Linked DNA regions of Mus musculus: regions 1 and 2 are each linked to region 3. Evidence: chromatin contacts called from public HiChIP or PLAC-seq data. All regions are on one chromosome and are shown on one strand. The core of a region is the stretch at or near the end of the contact, and the rest is flanking DNA. Distances in the headings are between cores, read along the strand shown.

The links. HiChIP or PLAC-seq counts read pairs in DNA pulled down with a chosen protein or histone mark.
Region 1: a contact with region 3 is called in a FOXA1 HiChIP or PLAC-seq map of pancreatic cancer cells. The contact joins the promoter of Gpr157 here to the enhancer-like site in region 3. A contact is called at or near these places in 20 of 39 promoter capture datasets (the 3T3-L1 cell line, 3T3-L1-derived adipocytes, the C10 cell line and 13 more), 6 of 15 datasets of contacts at CTCF or cohesin (embryonic stem cells, large pre-B cells, pro-B cells and 1 more), 155 of 484 Hi-C or Micro-C datasets (the AML12 cell line, B cells, the Ba/F3 cell line and 78 more), 27 of 115 datasets of contacts at active chromatin or transcription factors (CD4 single positive thymocytes, Th17 cells, astrocytes and 14 more) and 4 of 9 other capture datasets (adipose tissue, embryonic tail, liver and 1 more).
Region 2: a contact with region 3 is called in a FOXA1 HiChIP or PLAC-seq map of pancreatic cancer cells. The contact joins two enhancer-like sites. A contact is called at or near these places in 1 of 39 promoter capture datasets (neutrophils), 1 of 115 datasets of contacts at active chromatin or transcription factors (pancreatic cancer cells) and 1 of 9 other capture datasets (liver).

What each region holds. Positions count from the first base shown.
Region 1 is chr4:150,085,069-150,089,430 of GRCm38.p6, reverse strand. It overlaps Gpr157 (G protein-coupled receptor 157), which reads right to left and starts at 1,928. Exons shown (of 4, transcript NM_177366.3): 1 at 1,295-1,928. The coding sequence starts at 1,677.
Region 2 is chr4:150,136,930-150,141,498 of GRCm38.p6, reverse strand. It overlaps Slc2a5 (solute carrier family 2 (facilitated glucose transporter), member 5), which reads right to left. Exons shown (of 14, transcript NM_019741.3): 8 at 1,953-2,078; 9 at 1,681-1,868; 10 at 1,459-1,569; 11 at 639-740. Among named protein-coding and RNA genes, the nearest start is that of Slc2a7, 9.7 kb to the left of the region's middle. Within about 2 kb of position 3,283, at least 147 of the 459 cell types and tissues checked have an H3K27ac peak or open chromatin away from gene starts, as enhancers often do. A contact at or near this core is called in pancreatic cancer cells, where this site is marked.
Region 3 is chr4:149,818,440-149,822,608 of GRCm38.p6, reverse strand. No RefSeq gene overlaps it. Among named protein-coding and RNA genes, the nearest start is that of Gm42354, 30 kb to the right of the region's middle. Within about 2 kb of position 1,833, at least 109 of the 459 cell types and tissues checked have an H3K27ac peak or open chromatin away from gene starts, as enhancers often do. A contact at or near this core is called in the HL-1 cell line, adipose tissue, adipose-derived mesenchymal stem cells and 12 more, where this site is marked.

The DNA of each region.
Region 1 (4,362 bases), core at 679-3,178, 270 kb before region 3:
GGGCTCTTTCGTTTCTTTAGGACCGGCTGGTCTCCTTCCAACAGCTACAAGAACAGGAGGTCAAGTGACTCTTCCCAGCTTGTGGCCTCTGCGTGTGACACCCAGGTGACCTGTCTCTACCAAAGTGCTGACTACCCGCTCGGCCCTTGGAAAGCATTCAAGTTTTTAATAGAAGGGACCTATAATTAGGGCGGACGCTGGTGCCTTGAGCTGAGGCAAAGAGACAGGAAACAAGCCTTAGGCTTCCTGCCTCAAATTCTGCGCAGACTGCCGAGAATTTCAAACTGAAACGACAGGAGGGAAGGCTGGCCTCTGGGCACAGCTTTCTTGCTGACAAGCGTGAAAGAAGAGTGGACCAGCATAGTGCAGGGCCTTGGGCTTCCCCACTCTCAGGGACTCCAGGTGGCTGACAGCCTGACCCTGACCTGAGTTCTCGACAATCAAGACCACATCGAGTGACCTGGAGAGATGGTTGAGAGCATGGTTAAGAGAAGTGATTAAGAGCACTTCTTGCTCTTGTAGAGGACCTTGGTTCAATTCCCGGCACCCACATGATGGTTCACAACCATTTGTAACTCCAGTTCCAGGGGATCCGATACCCTCGTCTGACCTACGAGGGCGCCAAGTACACATACACGTGACACATACACATACATACATGCAGTCAGTTCACACACATAAAATAAAATGAATAAATCTTTTTTAAAAGCGTCTAAGAAAGTGCAGGTAATGGGGGCCTGAAGTTTATAAATGTCGTGAAAAGCTTAAAGAAGCATACCTCTGTGCATTTTACAGTTGGCACACTATCGTCTGAGAGTGGCTGGACGCACCACAACCACTGTGGTATAGAATTGGAAGCTGTGGGCTTTTAGGCCAGGGCAGCCACCTAACTCATCTTCTAGCCTGCAGACTGGAACTTCTCTCCATGGGCAGCAGAGACTGCCAGATCGCGGTGAAGTAGGAGGCAAAGGGCACAGACTGTCTCCAATTCCTTTCTAAATGGCAGACCTCTTCCTATGGGCAAGTTCTGCACCCACCCACACCTTGCTGGGAGATTCTGGCTGGGGCAGATACAGAGACCACCCTCTTCAGAGACGCTCAGACAGGTTTGGCTCCAACTTTTTGGGCAAGTTGGGCACCCTTCCATGGTTCGGGGATGCATGTGACTGCCAGTAGGACACACCACCTTGACACCTAGATAGGGAAAGCACGAATGCCACAGCACAGCACGCAAGGCCCGGGACCCATAAGCCTGGGTCTGGGGCCTGGAGGCAAAGCCGGGTCTCCTACTCACCTGATGAGGTGAAAAGCCCAGATTAGGTGGTCCGTGGAGGGCCCGCGCGTAGTTCGGACGATGCTGAGGTATAGGTAGAGGGCGATGGCCACCGTCCAGAAGAAGGAGCTGGTGTTGGCGAAAGTAGAGAGAGCGCCCTGAAGGACGCAATCCCACGAAGTGCCCGCAAAGTCCTGCAGCACTCCGTAGAAGTACGAGGCAGCCGAGAGCAGGTCCGCTAGCGACAGGAAGAGTAGCAGGCGCCGCGCCCGGCTACGCAGGTCAGGCCACAGGGCGTGCGTGGCCACCAGGAGGCCCGAGCCCAGAGCTGACAGCGCACACGACAGCAGCACCACCGCGCGCTCCCACGGCAGCAGCTCGGTGGGAGGCGCGGGTGAGGGCATGGTGGGTTGGGGACCAAGGGCAGACAGCCAGGGTGCACAGGCCTAAGGGTGCCGAGAGGTCGTGGCCAAGCCGAGCCCGCGGTCGCCTCTGTCTGGGCATTTGGCGCCCGGGCTCGCGTCCCCACGGGTCCCGCCTGCGTCCCAGCCCCGCCCAGTCTAACAACTACACAACAGCGGTCTCACCGCGGCGCCCTCCACTCCCTGTCCCTGAGCTCTACAATCCTACCCTGAGTCCTCCAGGTCCCTCCCTTGAGCACTCCACGCCCGCCCCTGAGCACTCTAATCTCGTCCCGAGTCCCCGCCCCTGCTGTCTCCAAGCTGGTAGCCCCTTCATGAGCTCTCCACACCCCGACTCTGTAACCCTGCGCGCTCTCCTCGCGTCCCGCCCCTGCACCCCGCCCCTGCGCAGTAACACATCCGAATCTGAAGCTCCAGCGCTCCGCCCCTGAGCTCTCCATGTCCCGCCCTGTAGCCCCAGAGCCCCGCCCAGCCTCCTTCAAGCTCCTCCCATGCCCCCCACTTGCGCATTGCTCCGCCCTGATGCTCTTTCAGCCTCAAGCTCAATCGCTTCTCCGCGTTTCCCCACGCCTCTGCGCCTCTACGCTTCCCTCTTACCTAGTACCTCCCAGTCCTGTCCCAATCGTTGCCTTCTGCCTCTCAGAGCCACTCTAGGAGGTTAGCAAATGGCCAGGACATCCTGTTCTGGGGGTTGGGGGGAGGCGGGGAGGGGAGAATGGCATTTTTAAGGCTAATGTTACTTTCCCCTGATCAGCCTGCTTACGTGTGTGTTGGGGAGGGGAGGGGTGGTTGCTGGAAACATTCTTTCCGATGGTGGCAAAAACAGGTCCAGAGCATGGCCTACATTCCTGAAGCTTGGGTACTCGAAATCTTCACAAGATCTGTGGTGGTGATTTGGGGAAGTTTCTAACTTTTGTTACAATGAAAGTATTGTGTTTTTGTGGGGCTGGGTGTACAACTCAGGACCTTACACATCCCAATGAAGTGCTCACCTACTGAAATATATATATACTTTTAGTTCCTTGTTTATTCTATATACCTTATTAGTGCTATTTTAAAAATACATTTTATCATTTTACGTGCGTGGATATTTTGTCTGCACGGATGTACCTGTACCATGTGTATGCAGTGCCCACAGAGGCTAGAAAAGTGCGTCAGACTCCCCACCCCCTGCACCATGTGGGGGCTGGATTCGAATCTGATCCTCTGGAAGAGCAGCAAGTGCTCTTAACCGCTGAGCCATCTCTCCAGCGCCAGGTGCGATGTTAAGGAATGAAACATTAGTGCCTATGAGATGGCCTTGAGTAATTGCCAGGGCAGAATAACACTGACAGTCTGAATTTGATTCTCAGGACGCACTTGGTGGGGTAAATTGTCATCTGACCTCCACATCTGACCTCCACACCTGTGGCTGGCGTACCCCCATACCCATAAATTTAAAAAAATGTAATTTTAAATATGTTACATGAAAAGAAAAAAGTAAGGAAGCATAGTTCCCAGTTTACAGAGGTTTTTTTTTTTTTTCTTGTTTGAACATTTTGTATTTCTTAGGGATGGAGATACTTGTGCAAGATCCAGCTTGCATATTCGATGGCCCACAACCACTTATGACTCCAGCTGCAGTGCATCCCATGGCCTGCTCTCTAAGGGCAAGGTACTCGCAAGCACATAAGTTAGTATGGGGGCACACACACACATAATTAATAATAATAATAATAATAATAATAATAAGGCCGGGAAGTAGTGGCGCACGCCTTTAATCCCAGCACTTGAGAGGCAGAGGCAGGTGGATTTCTGAGTTCAAGGCCAGCCTGGTCTACAAAGTGAGTTCCAGGACAGCCAGGGCTATACAGAGAAACCCTGTCTGGAAAAACCAAAAACAAACAAACAAACAAACAAATAAATAAATAATAATAATAAATTTTTAAAATGTATGTTTTATTGTCATCAACAATGGCCCTTTTAGCCCTACAAGTCACTGAGTTTTAGTACATTTATTAGTTTGTGCAACCACAGTAATGATTTAATCTATAGCATTTGCTCTCCCTCAAGTACTTGGGCTGGAAAGATGGGCCAGCAATGAAGAGCAGAGGGCTTAAGTTCAGGACCCACGAGGGCTAACAGTTGGTCACCTCTAGTTCCAGGGCATCGGACGCCCTCTGCTGTGCTCTCCTGGTACTACACACACAAGGCGCACAGGCATACATAAAATGCAAATAAGTAAATCTTGTTCTCTTTAAATGAGACAGAAAAGGAGTGGAACTAGATAGAAGGGGAGGTTGGCAGAACAGGGAGATGTGAGGGAGGGAAAACTGTGATCAGGATGTTGTGAATGAGAAAATCTATTTTCAATCAAAAGGGGAAAAAAAGAATTTCATATCAAATATTCAGAAATCCAAGAAATAATTCTATATTAATGTTGAAAACCACAAAATGGCCATTTAAAACCTGTGAAATTTCGATGTGAAATCTAAGTACAAATTAAATAGCTGCATAAACATATATTTTTTAAAAAGTGTTCACTAGCCGTTACTCCCAAATTCTCCCCCTAGCCTGGCAACCACTAATTTTCTTAATGTGACTATGGATGCCTACTCTGGATACTTCCTATAAATGGGATTATATGGTGCACTGATTTTAGTGTCTGGTTTCCTTCACTTGGCATAT
Region 2 (4,569 bases), core at 2,034-4,533, 320 kb before region 3:
CTGTGTGTGATTTTTGATGCTATTCTAGCCCAGTTGGGGTCAGTATATAACGTCTTCCCTTGTAAAACTCTGTTAAATTGGGCTGGTGAGATGGCTCAGTGTGTAAGAGCTCTTCCGAAGGTCCAGAGTTCAAATCCCAGCAACCACATGGTGGCTCACAACCATCTGTAACAAGATCTGACTCCCTCTTCTGGTGTATCTGAAGACAGCTACAGTGTGCTTACATATAATAATAAATAAATTAAAAAAAAAAAAACTCTGTTAAAATTTTCTGTAAAAATAGTTTGAGGCCAGCCTGGTCTACATAGTGAGTTCCAGGGCAGCCAGGACTACATAGAGAGACCCTGTCTCAAAAAAAGAAAAAGTATCCCTCATTCCAGCTCAATCTCATAGTATTTCAATAAAGACAATCAACACAGAACAAAGCCCTTTGTTAGAGACAGGCATCAGAAACACACACAGCACAGGCCATAAACTGCAGACAGGTTGGGGGCACAGGTGAGATAAGGAGAACTCCAACGTGGCCTCACTCTTTGTTTAAAGAACCCCGAGAGGGTCTCTCTCCCGTCTCATTTCTTGATGTGATGCCACCTTCTCCGAGGTCCCTTTACATGGATCATCAGCACAGCGCTCCTTACCTGCAGCGCCAGTGCGGCCGTCAGCACTAAGCAGGCTATGAGGCAGGTGGAGAAGCCGACGAGGAGTAGGAATCGCCGTCCCCAAAGCTCTACCACAAAGATCTGGAGGTGTGGGAAGGAAGACTGTGAGCTTCTAGACCCCGTGCCCAGTGTTCTTGTGGGACAGAGTACCCCCGCCAGAGGCTGCTGTCTCAGGAATAGCCCTCACTCGCCCTCAACCAACTTTGGAGAGGCCAGGAGGAGTGTGTGCCCAGCCACCGGTGTGTAAATAATTGTATGCGAAAACACAGAGGCATGTGTCAGTGGCTGGTCCCTGGAGGTCTGGCTGGGTTCCTAGGCCCCAGCTGCCCACTCTTAAATGAGCCCTCACATCAAGAGCCACAGTCCTGTGGTTCGAAGCTTCTGGCCTCCTGCAAAGAAGCCAGGTACTGGAGTCAATGAGAGATTCTGTCCACATGGAGGCCTGACTGGCTCCTCTGCCCAGGGGCCAAATCTCACTAAACAGCGAGTCATGAGCTCCCGGCAGGGCCTGTGCAGAGACCCTGCACTTCTGCCACGCTGCCATGCTCAGCAGCCCCAGATAGAAGAGGTTAGGGCACACTGTGGGCTCCGTGTTAGGGGCCCATGGCTGCCCCCCCACACACACACACACTAGAGTCAGGGATATGCTTACAGCAGAGCTTTGAGGCTGGGGCGTCAGAGCCCAGGGGGCATGTTGCAGTCCAAAAGCCCAGCTCTGTCCAAGCTGGGAGCTTTCACACTCCTCAGATATCCCTCCACTCTTGGTGGCTTAAGGGACCGTCGCCTGGCAGACACCCACCGTGAGGATGGTCATGAACACATTGACGGCCCCAGTCCCGGCTGTCACATACTGGACGTCGTCGCTTTTCACGCCTGCGCTGAGGTAGATCTGATCGGCGTAGTAGTAGATCTGGAAGAGAAGCATGGGGGTTGGCAGAGGCCCTCGGGCATAGGATGGCCAGTGGCCCACCACACCCCAACCCCTCTTCGTCAGCACCCCAAGCTCACAGGATGCCCGTACCGCGTTCACTCCCGACAGCTGCTGGCCAGCCATGAGGACAATCATGGAGATGAGTTGCCAACGGAGAGACTGCATAGTGAACAACTTCCACACAGAGATGAAGCCCGCCGCCTTCTCAGCCTCATCCTCCTTCCGGATCTCCTCCATCTCTAGGTGCACGTCTTTCCAGCCTCGGAGGGTCTGGAGGGCTGAGCGAGACGAGCAGAGGGCATGAGCTCAGAGGCGAAGAGCTCCGGGGCCCTGGGTCAGGAGGGAACCGCCACAGACCTCACCTCTCTCAGCAGCTGCTTCATCTTTCTTCTGGATCAGCAGGTAGCGGGGGCTCTCGGGAAAGAACGGGAGGAGGAGGAGCTGAAGGCCTGCGGGGACTCCAGTTAGACCCAGGAGAACTGGCCAGCCTGCAAGCAAGGGCTTAAGGTCACAGAAGCACGGAAGAAGTAGAGACCTTTTTCTCCACTCTGAACGGTGGCAGGCACTCTGAGCCATCGCCCGGAGGGGGGGAATGAGGGCTCTGTGGGGACTAAGTGTGACTATTTCCGTGGACGTCTGGTGGCTATTTACACAGTAGCTGAGGCATGACTAACCATGGCACACCGAGGTGCTGGGCAAACAAGAACATCTGGTAGTGCCAAATGTGGGCACGGACATGGGCAAATGGCAGGTCTCCGTGTGCCATTATACAGACCCACGTTGTCCTTTAGAGACCAGCCGGCTGGAGCATGCTGAGACCGACCCTGTCATCCCACCCCAGGTATATATATGTCCAGAGACGCTTGTGTGGGTCACAAGGACACCTAAACTGGAGTGGTCCGAGCAGTGCTGATAAACTCAGAAACAAGAGCAACGGTAACGCAAACGTCCATTATATTCCACAGAGAGGACACAGTAGTCATCCCGTGACCCTAGGATGTAACTGAATACCGAGGCAATCAGCGATGGCTTGGACAGATCTGTCCAGCGTGATATGGAGTGTAAACACTCAATATCTAGTGAATGCCCTTACATCAGTTTCAAAAGCTGGTGAAAAATCCACCCTACCATCTCCAATGGTGATGAGCCTGAACCCAAAGCAAGACGATGACGGGGGTTCAGGTCAGCACAGGGATTGCCCTCGGGGAAGGGAGGGGCTGCTGAGGGGTTCACATGCAGCTCTCTCTTGACCTGGGGAGTGGTCTCGGAGCATCTGGTTTCTTTGTCTTTCTTCATGTTTACTGGGAATCAAGCGTGATGTGTTCACAATAAAAATAGCTATAGATCGAGCTGGGTGGATGGCTCAGAGGCTAAGGGCATTTGCTGCTCTTGCAGCGGCTATGAATCTGGATGCAGTTTCTAGCACTCGGACAGTGGCTCACGGCCACCTTCTAAGGGAATTTCATGGCCTCTTCCGGACTCGACAGGCACCAGGCATCCACGTGGTGCACAGACAGACAGACATGTAGGCAAAACGCCCATTTGCATAAAAAAATGGAATAAGTGCCTACCAAGACAAATGAGCAGTTCTGCCCCCTGCTTGAGTCATCTCTGGCTCTCTTGCCTTTTCTCCTGTGCTCAGGGCCAGTGACGTCATAGGCATGTGTGTGTGCCAGCCACCAACCAGCCAATCACAAAGGAGCTCACACCCTCTTAGGGGGTGGATCCAGTCCAGCCCCATTTTACACAGGCAGAGTCTGGGCCCCTTGCTGAGAGCATTTAGTCCTTTGGGAGCAAAACTGTATGCACACAGGCTGAATCGTGCTTGTGATTACATGGTTGACCTTGCCCATCCAATTTAAGGAGGTTATAATCACCTGACAGCTGTTGAATAAGATATAGGTCTCATGTAGTCCAGGCTGGCCCAGAGCTTGGTCTTCCTGTCTCGGTCTCCTGAGGGCTGGGATTTCTGATGTACGTACACCATGATGGCCAGAGTACATGCAGTTCGGGTTTTGAGTTTTTACATTTGTATTAATTTACCTATTTATTTTATGATATATGTGTGTGTAAAAGAGGGAGAAAGAAAAGAGAGAGGAGGGAGGGGAGAGAGAAAGGGAGGGAGGGAGAAAGAGAAAGAGAGGAAGAAAGAGAGAGGGAAGGAGATGGGGAGGGGGGAGGGGTGAGGGGGAGGGGGAGGGGGATGGGGAGGGAAAGGAGTACCACAGAGATCATGCACCGAGCAGAGACAACTTGTGACATCACTTTCCTCTCTACCGTGTGGGTCCTCAGATCATCCGATTTGGCAACAACATACTGAACCATCTTGGCTTTTTTTTTTTTTTTTTTTTTTTTTTAAGAAAATAGAATGTAACTCAGGCTGGCCTCAGACCTACTGTGTGTCTCAGGCTGACTCTACGTCCCTCAGTCTCTTTCCTTTACCTTCTGAGCCCCAGGATTACAGCCATGCACCACTATGTCCAACTTCCCTGGTCTTTTGTAGTTGATTCAGTAAAAAAGAGACAGGCCAGGGATACCCTCATTTAGCTGGAATCTTCCTCGAGATACACGTGAACCTCTGAACTTTCACTCCATCTCATAATCCACTCCTCCTGGCCAAAAAAAAAATGACCTAATTTCACCTAGAATATGAGTATCACCCAACGTCAAGTTTGGCTCCTGGATGAACCACCACTTTCTAGGCTGGAGCAATGTCCTTCCACCTCCTGCTGCCCCTTGATCAGAACTGGGCCCTAGATCATCGTGGGACCCTGTGCCTATCTCCCGTGCCCTGTCTGTGACAAGTACTGCTGTCTCCCATTCGAGTCACGGTCACCAGCCCCTGGGCCCCTCCGTCTAGCCCCCTACACTGTAGCTCTCCTCACCAAGGCACCAATGGTCACCAGACACTAACTCAGATCCCACTTCTCAACCCTGACCACTGTGCAGCCTTAATCGCGGGTGCCTTCTTCTTGCGCC
Region 3 (4,169 bases), core at 584-3,083:
TGTTAATATTCTGCTGGTGTTCAGAGCATCGTGCCGAAGGACCACATGAAAAAAATAATAAAAAATAAAAAGCCAACCAGTTTCTCTGTCCGAGAAACCGAGGTTTGTTTTTTGGGTCACTGTTTTCCCAGGTGGTGTGGAGGGGGTAGGGCGTGACTCATTTTCTTGGCTCCACCCCTTTGCCCTCATCCCAACCATGTGGCTGGCTGGGGTCCAATGGCTGGGAGGTTTGGGCTGTTGCCTAGGAGATGCTTAAATATTGGCCTCGAGTTATGATGGTAAAATAAATGAGCAGGAGCTTGGGGAGCGCCAGCTCGCCTCGCCAGTGTTCCAGATCCTGGTCAAGGTCTGCGGACCAACTTGGCACAGCTGTAGTGAAGGCTGTAACCCTCTCCTTGGTGGATGGAGGGCAGGCTAGGGTTTCAAGATGCCTGGATGTTTGGGATTCCATGTTGGATGCTACATTTCCTGTCTTAGCGGGCTCTGCTAAAATTCTAGTTCAAGGTCGTAAGTAAAGACCACAAATCCACAGCCTGGGAAAAGTGTTCTCTCTCTCTTTCTCTCTCTCTCTCTCTCTCTCTCTCTCTCTCTCTCTCTCTCTCTCTCTCTCTCTCTCCCTCCCTCCCTCCCTCCCTCCCTCCCTCCCTCCCTCCCTTTCTAAGGAGAGGATATGCATTATGGCTGCCAGCAGACACCTTTACTCCCAGGTAAGAGTAACAAGGCCAGGCTCCCTGGGACCTCGCACGAGTCTCAGAAGCAGAGCACAGAGTGTGAATGAGGGTCCTGGGTCCCCACCTCAGCACTGCCAGCTGACACATCACACTCCAGGGCAGGAGCTGCAGAGACGGCTCAGCAGTGAGGAACACTTGCTGCTCTTGCAGAGGACCACAGTTTGGTTGCCAGGACCCAAGTCAAGTGGCTCACTACCACCTCTAACTCCGGTTCCAGGGGACATAACACCCTCTTCTGGCCTCTGTGGGCACTGGCGTTCGTGCACATACCCACACACATATACAACTTGAAAACAAATCAATCTTCAAAGAAAGAAAGCCAGGCGGTGTTGGCACACACCTTTAATCCTAGCACTTGGGAGGCTGAGGCAGCTGGATCTCTGAGTTTGAGGCTACAGAGCAAGTTTCAGAACAGCCAGGGCTCCATGGAGAAACACTGTCTCAAAAAACTATAAGCTAGAGAGAGAGAGAGAGAGAGAAAGAGAGAGAGAGAGAAGGAGGAAGGAAGGAAGGAAGGAAGGAAGGAAGGAAGGAAGGAAGGAAGAAAGAAAGAAAGAAAGAAAGAAAGAAAGAAAGAAAGAAAGAAAGAAAGAAAAACAGATTTTAAAACTCAAAAATCTAGAGACTGACTCCAGCCCCTCCTAGACCCAGGGCAGAGTGAGGATCCTGGCCCAGGGTTTACAGCAGACTCGGTCTCAAAATAAATTCTTAGTTTCAGACTGCTCCTATTCCAGGATGCCCTTTGGTTCAGAGATGTAGAGCCTCTGGGCCTCAGTTTCCCCATCTGTAAACCATCATTTTTTACAGGCAAGAGGCAGGAGGGACTGAGTCTTGCAAAGCTGATCCCAGAGTGCTTGCTCTTTGCAGCTGCAGCAGCTGCGTAGCTTGTATTCCAGAGTTTATGATCCCATTGCCCTCTGGGAAGTGGAAACCATTCACCTCGCCCCAAAAGCATCTAACGTCTTGGCCCAAATGTCTGCTTGTCCTGCTTGTTGGCCCGAGTGTGCAGGGGAGGGGTGGAGACAGCTCCCTCTGGGCAATGCTGAAGCACTGGGCGGTACTGGGAGGCTTGCTGAGTGTTTGACAACCAGCATGAGGTCACTGCCCGCCTCCCTCTGGGGTGTGATGTGTCAGCGATGGCCATTGGCCTACATGCCATGACTCAGGGTGGTAAGCATTCCTCCTGAAAGCCTCAACCCAACCCTGCTGCTGCCTTCCCCAGCTGCAGACTCTGCCCTCTCCCTCTGGCTCTGTCCTTCCAGGGCTCCAGCCAGGAATGCTAGGCAAAACACTATGTCAGCTTGAGTGACTACCCTTGGAGACCCAGGGTGTTCCTTGTGCTACCTGGGTCCCCTGCAGGGTCACAGGCTGTTCCCTGAAAGCTCACATAGATGCCTTGATGTTGCCCACAGTGTCCTCAGGAATGGTGGCACAGGCGATTCTGGATTTTAATGAGCATCTACTGCGTGCTCTAAGGCAAATGCTTGAGAGACAGCAATCTCCCTCTCAGGAATGCTGCCACCAATCACAAATTACCATAAACTGGGTGTCTGAAAACAACAGAAAAGTATCACTTCCCATCAAGCCAGAAGGAAAGAATCGAGGCATCAGCAGGTCTGTGTTCTTTGCGACACGCGACACTGCGGGGTTGGGAGGAAGCTATTCTGGCCTCTCCAGCCTGTGGAAGAACAATTTCCTCAGCTATATTCTCCAATCTCTGGTCTCAACTGGCCTCCTCTTCTCTCTTAGCCTCTGGGTCCAATCCTCTTCATAGGAAGACATCAGGGATGGGATGTAGAGGTCACGCAAATCCAAGATGACTGCATCCGAAGCTCTCTAGTCACATCTGCAAAAGCCCTACTCCTGAAACAGGTCATTGTCATAGACAATCTTGTGTCTTCCCTCAATATCAAAATGTATAAATAAACAAGCCAGCCACAATTTGCCAGGTGATCCCAGTCTCACTTGGTAGCTGGCTGGCAATCGCAGGTTGTCTGATTCTAATCGTAATTACTAAACTCTCAGACCACCTATCACAATATAGTCGGGATGTCTAAGAGAGGGTTAAAGAGGCAGCGTAGGTCAGACAGGCAGTGCTGAGTTGGAAGCAGAGCCAAATGCAAGCTGAACAGGTCTGGGGGCGGCGGGGGTGGGGGTGGGGGTGGGGGACAGGGGACGGTGGGATCTGCAGGGGACTGGAAGGCTCGGAGCCATCAAACACAGGGTCAGCTTGAAGAGGGCTGAGTGCTACAGGCAGGAAGCTGCATTTGAGCAGGAGACCAGGCTGCAGGCAGGAGGCCTTTGCTGCAGTAACTTTCATGGACCAGTGACTCTAGCACGCATGCACATTTGTCTCACCTCCCTCTCCCCCCCCCCAACCCCTTCTCTTATAATCCTGGCTGAGGGCTTCCATCTAGCAGGAGTGAAAAACACCTGTGGCTGTGGTTTCTAATCTGCTTAGGTGCAGCCTTGGGTGTTAGTATTTACTGGAATTACCAATCTGAGCTTCCTGGGGCTGGTGCCAGAAGCCGATGGCAGCTTACTGCTTTACAGTGCGGAGTAGGCCAGGCATGGTGGTGGTAGTGTATCCCTTTAACCCCAGCACTTGGGAGGCAGAGGCAGGTGGATTTCTCTAAGTTTGAGGCCAGCCTGGTCTACAAAGGCAGTTCTAGGACAGCCAGGGCTACACAGGGGAAACCTGTCTCAGAAAAGAAAGAAAGAGAGAGAGGGAGGGAGGGAGGGAGGGAGGGAGGGAAGTAGAGAGAGAGAGAGAGAGAGAGAGAGAGAGAGAGAGAGGTGGGGTAATTTCTTTCCTGGTACTTATACTGAAAATGTAGCTTAGACCAAGGATGATGCTTTAAAATTTAAGATTCATTTTACTTTTTTTTTTTTTGAGTTTTACGCTCAGGAATACTTTTGCTTGCATGCAATATCTGGGCACTATGTGCATGCCTGGTGCCTTTGAAGGCCAGAAGAGGGCACAAGATCCCCCTAGAAATAGAATTACAGATGGTTGTGAGACTTCATGTGGGTACAGAAAGTCAAACCCAAGACCTATGGGAGAGCAGCAAGTGCTCTTGATCATGCAGCCATCTCTCAACCCCTATTTTTATTATTTTTATTTGTGTGTGTGTATGCATGTATGTATGTGTGTGTATGTATGTGTGTATGTGTGTATGTATGTATTATGTATGTATGTATGAGTATATGTATGTGTGTATGTATGTATTGTGTATGTGTGTACGTACGTATGTATGTATGTACGTATGTGTGTATGTATATGTGTATGTATGTATGTATGTATGTATGTGTGTATGCATGTATATGTATATGTATGTATGTGTATATGTGTATGTATGTATGTGTGTATGCATGTATGTGTATATGTATGTATGTGTATGTATGTGTGCATGTATGTATGTGTGCATGTATGTATGT